Regions from separate parts of the Rattus norvegicus genome. Here region 1 is linked to region 2. A link is a contact called in public Hi-C data. All regions are on one chromosome and are shown on one strand. Each heading gives the region's core, a stretch centred on a gene start, on an enhancer-like site or on the middle of the called end of the contact. The rest is flanking DNA. Distances are from core to core; before and after follow the strand shown. Region 1 overlaps Taf2 (TATA-box binding protein associated factor 2). Region 2 holds the start of Enpp2 (ectonucleotide pyrophosphatase/phosphodiesterase 2).

Region 1 (4,990 bases), core at 2,439-4,938, 150 kb before region 2:
AAGACTGGCTTTTGCACATTGTCCTCTGGCTTCCACACTCGCACCACAGCACCCGCATACACACACAGTATTCAACACACACTCACTCAGTTAGCATTGGTTTAATTTCTGAAATTGATTTTATAAGAATAATGGTGTGGTAATAAATGATGCTGGTTTTTGTCTGCCTCTTAGGTACTGCACATGACTGGAGGTTACGGTGTGGAGCTGTGGACTTGTACTTCACGCTCTTTGGCCTCAGTAGACCTTCTTGTTTACCCTTGCCAGAGCTCGGGCTTGTTCTTAACCTAAAAGAGAAGAAAGCTGTCTTGAATCCAACCATAATTCCAGAAGCGGGAGTAGGCAATCAGGAAACTGCAAGTAACCCAGGCTGTCACACTCAGCTAGCAGGATTTCAGAACCCTGTGAGTATCACGTTAGTTCAAAAGACAGAGCCTCACTGTGTAGCACCACCCAAGAAGACTATGTCTTCTGAGACTCAATGAGTTCTCTAGCCTCAGGCCACTGCCAGTCTAACCCCCAGCTCCTATAAACAAACGTGCTCCAGTCAACTTGTATGGTGAAATAAGGCTCTTTTGGACCCTAGGATGTCTCCTGTGCATAGTACAGAGCCTTTTACACATCAGGCTGTCTTGTCTCTGTGTATGATGAAGCCTGTGGACTATAGACCGTGCCTTTAAGTTGCTTGCTGGCCAGTGGTTTTGAGTGAAAATTGACTGGAGGAGTAATCTAATTTGGGAAGGGATGGTACATTCCATTACATTTTACAATTTTTTTTTTAAATTTGTGGGTTTTGCCTTTAGAAAGCCTTTTCTTTCTAGCTCTGCATTATAAATTCCCAGACTCTGTAAAAAGAGCATATGTGAATCATTTCACTGTAAAAAGAATGTTCTAGAATGATTTTCATACTGATGACACAGTGTCTGCCCTACTACAGCCTTCTGTTTTCAGTAGTATCCAGAGCAGACTGTTCTGGTCATTCTCTACTGGTGCTTCCCCTTGAAACTCAGATTCTCTTTATGATTTACCTGGAGTTATCTGGGATATAATCACATTTACTAAAGATGCAAAGTATGCCCTAAGGTAGGAATTAGTGCTTATAATCCTTGCCCCATCTTGGTTGGTTGGTTTTTTAAGACATGGTTTCTCCGTGTGGCCTTGGCTTTCTTGGAACTCGCTTCGTAAACCAGGGTAGCCTCAAACTCAGAAATCACTTGCCTTTGCCTCCCAAGTGCTAGTCTTAAAGGCATGCACCATCACGTCTGGCTCACAGAAATTCTTTATCAGCTGCTTTTGGAGGCTGGACCACCCAATTTTTGTTTTAGTGCCTTTTGAACACAAGACTGTTTTTCTTTTTAAGATTGTAAAGGGTCTGTTCTTTGGCCTCTCTTCTACTGTCCTTAAAGATAATATCTGAACACAGTAATGCTGTGTCTCTCTGTCCTGTTGTGTGTGCACTAGTTCTCAAGTTCTCAGGATGAGGAGGAGGTCGATATGGACACCGTTCATGATAGTCAGGCCTTCATTTCCCATCATCTGAACATGCTTGAAAGGCCGTCCACTCCAGGTAAGGGTAACACAGCACAGCCTTGGGGGAGGGGCAGTGCTCACAGGTGTCCCTTCTCAGGTCTGTTACTTTATATTTAGAAGAGCAAGTATAGCATTGAGAAACCAATGTAAAATTCTTGAATTATACCAGTGTAATTTACATTGACAAAATAATAAATGGTAGAAAGTACTTTTTGGAGGTTTGGCCAGATGGCACAGTGGGTCAAGGCATTGGTTGTTCAAGCCTGTCACTCTGAGTTCAATGCCTGGCACCCTGTAAAGGTGGAAAGAGAAAACCAACCTCAAGTTCACGCACGCATGCATGCAAACTAAAAAAGTAACAAGTACTTCTTTTAATTTATTGTATTATATTGGTTCTCTACATAGTGAGTTACAGGCCAGCCAGAGCTATATAGTGAGACCTTGTCTCATCCTCCCCCTAAAAAATTTGGATTTGGGTGTAAGATATTTGTCATTTATCCCCCCCCCCTTTTGGTTTTTTGAGATAGGAGACAGGGTTTCTTTGTATAGCTCAGCTGTCCTGAAACTAGTTCTGTAGACCAGGCTAGCCTTGAACTCACAAAGAGCCATTTGCCTCTTCCTCCCTAGTGCTGGGATTAACGGCACGAGCTTCCATCACCCACCTTTGTTTACTCTTAATAACAGGACTGTGGTTAAATTTAAAATAGGGGGTTTTTTGTTTTTTTTTTTTTTTTTTAACTAAGGTCAGTGTTTTCCATAATGCCCCTCTTTTTTGGTCTGTCTCATATAATTTGATATCATAGATTTTATTTTATTTGTATTTATTTCTCAACTACCCTATTTTGGTTGGTTGTGTTATCTTTGTAGTACTACAAAATGATAAATTTATGTCTCTAAATTTATGTCTGTTTGTGTGTGTGCAAGTATGTCCATGTATATATGTATGTGTTCATGGGTGGATGCACACATGTATGGAGATCACAGCTGTGGGTGCCATTCTCCTGCCACTGTCCACCTTTGGTTGAGACAGTGAGAGATCTGCCTGTCCCCACCTCCCATCTAGCCATTGCTAGAATAAAAGCGTGCATCACTGCACCCATGCTTTCTTTGGGTTTGGTGGTCCAAACTGAGTTTCTCCTGCCTACCAAGCAAGTATTTTATGAACCAAGCCATTTTCTCAGCTTAGATTTATTTTTTAGCATTTCTTTAGCACACACCTTTAATCTTGGCACTCTGGAGGCAGAGTTAAGTGGATCTGAGTTCAAGGCCAGCCTGGTCAATGGAACAAATTCCAGGACAGCCAGGACTGCATAGAGAAACCCTGGCTCAAAAACCAAATGCTTGTTCATGCACACCTCCTCCCCCCAACACACACACACACACACACACACACACACACACACACACACACACAAATCCTAATCCTGGCCTGTACTTATTTAATGGTCTTTATGTTCTCTTCATTAATATGTTTTACTGACCCTCAGTATCTCTTAATGCACTTTGGTTGGAAGCCTACTTAATCAGATGTCACAAAAACTGTTTTCAGCCTGTGTGCTCGCCAGATAATTTCTGCACTGATTCTCAGTCTGGGTTTCTGCTAGTGAGCAGAATTTATCTTGGAGATAATTGCTGGCTCTAAATTTTCTGGTCCAATCATCTAGTCTTCTTAGGGTTTTTTTTTATATTTTTATGCATATGTACAATGTATTGTGATTATGTTCACCCCATTGCCTTTTGGCATCCCCTTTCCTTTCTCTCTGAACCTTTTATATTTCCTACCTCATCCCCCAGTGGCTGTGCCATTAGCTAATGACATCCCTTCTCAAGCAACCATTAATGATGCAATTACCACAGGAAGAGATGGGACCTTCAGATACCTCTATGCATGATGGGAAGTGTGCAGATGTCTCTAGCTGCTGCTGTTCATGGTTACAACAGCAGTGATTCACGATACTCTTGATCTTAAATTCTTTCTGCCCTCTTTTCTATGATGTACCCTGCCTGGGTCTCAGTGCAGTGAAGGGATAGAAACACTCTTGTTGTAAGCTGAGCTGCCTCTGTCATTGATTCTTAACCCTTTTGTCAGATGTGAGTCTACATTCATTAGAGCCTCAAACCCTTGGCTGGGAGCCACAACGGTCTTGGAACAAGCATGAATGTTTAGAAGGCAGTTTGACATGTTCAACAATGGTACTGTGTTCCCTGCTTGGGTCCATGTCCTCCCAGCCGTAGGCTTTGAGCAGGTTTATAGTGTCAGGTGTGTATTCCCTCGTGTGAAGCCTGTCGTCAAAGCAATCGCAGAAACACGTGGTCGTCCTGCAGATAGCTGTGCCACGTCACCCCAGTAGATTTACTTGTCGGGCCAGTATTGCCGCCTACACCAGTCTTCAGCTGGGAGGGACTAAGGGTGAGCTGCAGCCTGCATTGCGCCTTCCAGCACTGCAAACACTAGTAAGCAGCGAGGGGGTTTGCAGTTCAGGTCTGTTTTCATTTCTTTGTATCCTGTGACCAAAGCGTGTGGTGTGTTAGTAAGAGGGCCTCTGTTATAATTTCACTGAGATTCTGTCTTTGGCTTCTCATTCTATGTAGGCAAGCTAGAACAATGACAATAGACTGTATTCTCTCTCTCTCTCTCTCTCTCTCTCTCTAAGATTTATTTTTATTATTGCTATCAGTGTGTGGGGAGGGGGAGTAAGTGCCTTCTGAAAGTCTAAAGAGCATGTTGGATTCCTCTGAGTTGGAGTTACAAAAGTTGTGAGCTTCTTAACATGGGTGCTTGGAACTGAATGCAGGTCCTTTGAAAGTACAGCGAGTGCTTCTCTAACTACTGAGCCATTCTCCATTCCATGGCCTTTACTTTTAAGGTGTCTGCAGCCTCTGTAGCAAACAGTTCATGGGCAGGTATGCTGACCCTGGCATCAGGGTTCTTGTTTAAGCCCATGACTTCTAGGAGAGCGTTGTCTATCTGTGAACTTTCTTCTGTCTATGGTATTCTCTCTCTCTCTCTTTTTTTTTTCTTCCTTTCTTTTTTTTTGGAGCTGAGGACTGAACCCAGGGCCTTGTGTTTTCTAGCCAAGTGCTCTACCACTGAGCTAAATCCCCAACCCCTATGGTATTCTCTTAATCTGCTCATCATGAGCCTTGGTTTGCATATTTTGAAATGTTTGCTTCCCCTTATTAATTAGAAAATGTCTTTATTGATTTTAGCAGTCTTATTAGCAGCTCTGTACTTTGAGGACTCGAGTGGATCTTTCTATGGTTTTCTGGCTTCTAGGGTTGCTGGTGAGAGGTCAGGTGTTATTTGTTTATCTTTGTAAATGTGTTGCTGTATTATCCCTTACAGTTTTTTTTTTTTTATCATCTACTTTTTGATGCTAGATCTTCTGTATCAGAAGCTGTTCTTGAGCTTGCTGTGTAGCCAGTGGTGAACTTCTTATCCTCCTGCTTTACCTCCTAA
Region 2 (4,566 bases), core at 685-3,184:
TGTATTGACAAGTTCCTGATGCCCAGTGATCTGGTGGAAATACAGCTCTTTGCCAGAATGCTTACCAGAAACATTGGCTGATCTTGATCCTTTTGGGTAAATGGGTAATCCATTGCTGTACAGACCAGGATGTACACGACCAATTTGCTATCACACTTAGTCACCCCTTTTCCCTGCATAGCTAGTTTGCATGCCATAAAATAAAACAATAAAGCACGAAAGGATCTTCAGTTTCTGAGCTGTATTTTTTTCTCCTGAGGAGAGCCTCGGTTTTCTTAGAGATGGGTTTCTGTGTCAGAGAAAAGTCTCAAGTTGCTGAGTCTTGTAGGCCTGGGAGGCTGGAGAGGAAAGGAGGCTGTTTTTGGATCCTCTGTAGCATGCAGCGTACACTGAAATAACAGTGCAGAACCCATGATTTCCTCTTGGTTTACAGACTTCCCCGTAAACAGCAGTTTGCATCTGGAAACTGAATATATAGTAGAAAAATCTTAACATGGGGTTAACATCTTTTAGAGGCCTTGCTAAAATAATCAACTGCAGATCAGTTTAGCTTGGCATACAGACTAAAGCGAGAGGCTTGTAGATAAATTCATAGCCTGCCCCCTCTGTGAGAGTCCAAAGCTAAGAGGACCCGAGAAGAGCAACTGGATGTCTGGCAGTGTCTCTTCTTCTTTTCAGTGAGCTGTTTACTAAACTCTAGAGTTTGTAATGAAACCCAGGCTCACTCTGCAGTCCACGGAAACAAGCTCTTAGCTTTTGTGCTATCAGGTTCTATGCGAGCAGAGCCCCGGGGGCTTCCTAGAGCAGTTGCTGCCTGGAAGGCTCCTGCTTGTTTACATATGCACTTACGTGCTCTGCAGAGAACCACCGTCCAGGGGCCTGGCAGGAGAAGCCAAAAACAAGCCTCCCCTCATTTGAATCCTAAAGGCATATAATATGTAAACGACTTTCCGATTTAGAGACTTCTAAATTTGGTGTGGTTGCCAAGTTGCAAAATTGCTTAGGATAGACGCTTCAACACGCACAAGAAGAGCCTCACAGGACGAAGCTTCGACACAGTCTTTGCAAAGTAGATGAGCATTTGATAGGAATTCTTGCAGCCACTGCTTCTTTCAAGCTAAATTCAAGGCTAATCAAGCTCCCTCCCCTACTGTCCTTTATGCCTGCTTCCTACCCCACCCCCACCCCACAAACAAGCTGACTTTTGTCAGGAATGGGTAGAGACTGGGATGATATTGTCTCTTTTCATATTCAGAAGGACTTTATGCAACTCGGCTGGCCGTCCCAGTATGTTGATAAAAGTTACTAGTGTAAAATTTAACAACATGGAGGGAAAAAGAATGCTATCTCTTGTGTGAGTTGCAATTTTGGGAGATCCCATTGTTGTGAAACTCCTGAGGAATCAGAAGTAGCTGAGAATGTAGTTATATAGATACAGGGTCATTCTAACTGCCAGAAAAAAATAACCAGATGGTAAAGACAGGGAGATTTGTTTGGTTTATAAATTGTACTTTTTTCCCCCTTGTCTTTTAAAAAACCCTGAAGTTGGAGGATTGAGGGCATCAAATAACTACATAGCAAACGCTTCGAGTTGATGGGAAGTTCTGGGCAGCTCTGATTCATTTTTATCGGATAAAATACATTTGGTTTCTCTTTTGACAAACCATGTATTTGTGAGGGAAGGAAGGAAAAAAAAAAAACGAACATGCACTGTTATTGGCCACAGCTACACAAGAAGTCCCCCGGTTGCCAAAGGATACCACATGAAAGTGTCTGTGCGAGGGGAGGGGCCGGCCAGGGGGTGGGGCCAAGAAGGATGTTGCCTTAAGCCTCTTATGCTCAGAGTTGCAATTTGTGAACCAACTGTGATGAAATCGAGCTCTGCACGAATCAGATGCGCCTGTCAACTTCCCAGGTGGGATTGCTTGGAGTTAACAGCCTGAACTCAGAGCCCCGAGAGCAGAGCATTCAGGGCAAGCAGAGAACACCCTGCAGAGGCTTTCCAAGAATCCCTCGGCATGGCAAGACAAGGCTGTCTCGGGTCATTCCAGGTAGGAGGACGGTACGGTGACTAGCGAGGTGCTGACTCTCCCGGATTACTGCCAGTTGGGTTCGATTTGTTTCTTTTCTCCTCGTTCAAATTCAGACACGATCTGAGAATGCCTTTCAGAATTGGCAAGACTCGGGGTGTTAGGGTCATCTGAACTACTTTCATGCACTTTGAATCCATCTAATCTAGCTGTGTTTGACAACTCCATCTCCTTATTCCCTCAGGTAATATCCTTGTTCACTTTTGCCATCAGTGTCAATATCTGCTTAGGATTCACAGCAAGTCGAATTAAGAGGGCAGAATGGGATGAAGGACCTCCCACAGGTAAGAGTAGTAGCTATTAGCAGTTTTGTTTCTCTAACAGTGCTGTGCACTTAGGCAGTCTTCATCAGCCACCTTGGGCATTCGTCTTTCAGACGGCCTTGCAGGGCGATTCATTTAGCCCAAGGTGTGTCTCTGTCATGAAACCAATTCTGTCTATAACTTAGGTGTAAAGAATGACGCTTTAATCAGAGACCTTTACTGTCGATTCTCAACAACTGGATGCATACATTTTTGTATCCCGAAGTTTATAAACATTGAAATAAAATGAACATTTGTTCCTAGACACAGCTACGCTAACTTTAGTGAGACTAGGTATGCCTTTAGTGTTGGAGAAGGATGAGGCTGGCAGGTTCCATGTGGTACAGAGGACTGAGACTGATGTGTTGTCATGTGGTATAAGGGACATTATTTGCTACCAGAAAGTTCTAACCTAGGAGTGAGAAAAAGAAAGGATGTTAAAAAAAAAAGGCAATAAACTTAAAAAAAAGAAGCTAGAAATTTAGAACTTTGGGACTAAGATTTACTGAGACTAGGGGAACCCTCCAGGTAAGCTCTTTAGAGAGTTTTCAAGAGCAGATCTGCACTGTGTTTCCTTCTGGAAGAAGGCAAGGTGAGTTTTCCGAGCTGACTTAACTAACACAGCTGGAGTGAATGAGGCTCCTTTGCAGTGGGCTGTACCGAGCAGAGTGGGGCTTCATAAAGGAACGTTTGTGCAGGCTGAGGGGGCCTAGTTGACCTGGTCTTAAGCAATGGCTTGGTTAATTTCCTGGAAATTGGAGCTGCTGATGGTTTCAGAATTAAAAAATTGTATTCGAAATGACAGGTACTCTAGGGGGCAATATTTTCTTCCCTTTCTCTGACATCACAGTATGTTTTCTGTCTCCCCGGGAATTTGGTGTTTCTCTGCGTTTCTTGATTGGCACACTGTGAAACACCACCTGCCTTTATACCCCTGTAAACCCGTATTACTAAATGAGGTATAATGGAATATTGAATCCTCCACACGGCAAGCAAGTGATCTGAGTTGGGCTTAAGGATGTTGAAGGTGTAGTAGGAGACATGGATGAGGGAGCTGCAGCGAAGTGTACTTTGGGAAAGAATGAGAAAACAGATCTTAAAAACTTGTGGCCCCGGGGAACCAAAGGGACAAAACTGCATTGTGTTTCACTGGGGAGAGGGGAGAGGGGTTGCTGGGCCAAAAGAGAATGCTGTTTTTATTGGAGGCAAAAGCTGTCTTCAAAGCCCTCTTTTTCATACCCGGTAAGGCTGATTGTGACAGGGGATCAGGCCCTTGGCCTGAGCATGCTGCTCTGACAGCCCGCTGCCGGCTCCTTCCAGTGTGCCTAAAAGGAACCATTTTTCTGCTTTCTCTAAATGATAGTGGCCGGAATCGATGCTGTTTCTTTAATGACTGCATTATTTTCAAACTTGACTCTTTTTTTTTTGGAAATGGATCATGAAAGTCCCAGCCTGGGACCCTGGGTCTATATTAATAAGTGCTACTGTCACAGGCAAGTCACTTGTAATGTCTCAGCCCTCAGCAATAAGGATAAGTTTAGAAGACTTTATTTTCTAGATTATTAAAAAATATAAATGAATAAAAAACTGTTCCCGCCATCCCGTCTCATCTCCTACTAATCGTGTGTTATCTCTACCAAAAAGCTTGAAAAGTATGGAATAAATGTTTTAGCCCCTGAAAACATTGCTCATATAGTAAATTACTTCCATATGTTGTAGGAACTAGATACAAGACAAGCAATGTCAATATTACTTCTGGAAAACTAGTCTACAGTACTACTTGTCAATTAAACATGCTGCAGAATACGGCTTCTTGAATTAATAGAATCGGTATCCTAAGCCTTTATGGCGAGAGTTCATTTCACCTCCATGAAGCGTAGTTATAGGGCACCACACAGTTTATATCCGAGTTTCAGGACTTCCATAGCCTTATGTGGCTTTTATTCTTACGTTTTCTTTTGATGCTGCTTACCTGCTGTCTACACACTGGGGTTCATTTCTGCTTAAATAGAGAAAACAGAAGATTCCTTTTGGAAACCCGGTGAGGCAGGGTGTAGACAGTTTTTATATCTTTTTAACTGCTAACAATAGTTGGAAGGGGGAATCTCCTAAATACTACTAGTGCTAGGCGGTTCTGACAATTAGCTGAACTTTTGCATCAGAGAACATTGGGT

Evidence for each region. A called contact is a pair of places that touch in the nucleus more often than the background predicts.
Region 1: a Hi-C map of Schwann cells shows a contact between it and region 2, with 2.7 times the contacts expected there. The contact joins the enhancer-like site here to the promoter of Enpp2 in region 2. A contact is called at or near these places in 6 of 12 Hi-C or Micro-C datasets (the A7r5 cell line, Schwann cells, frontal cortex and 3 more) and 1 of 1 datasets of contacts at active chromatin or transcription factors (oligodendrocytes).

The regions. Positions count from the first base shown.
Region 1 is chr7:88,320,904-88,325,893 of GRCr8, reverse strand. It overlaps Taf2 (TATA-box binding protein associated factor 2), which reads left to right. Exons shown (of 26, transcript NM_133319.1): 23 at 175-404; 24 at 1,462-1,567. Among named protein-coding and RNA genes, the nearest start is that of Taf2, 46 kb to the left of the region's middle. Within about 2 kb of position 3,688, at least 18 of the 93 cell types and tissues checked have an H3K27ac peak or open chromatin away from gene starts, as enhancers often do. A contact at or near this core is called in Schwann cells, where this site is marked.
Region 2 is chr7:88,169,615-88,174,180 of GRCr8, reverse strand. It overlaps Enpp2 (ectonucleotide pyrophosphatase/phosphodiesterase 2), which reads left to right and starts at 1,934. Exons shown (of 25, transcript NM_057104.3): 1 at 1,934-2,051; 2 at 2,275-2,374. The coding sequence starts at 2,019.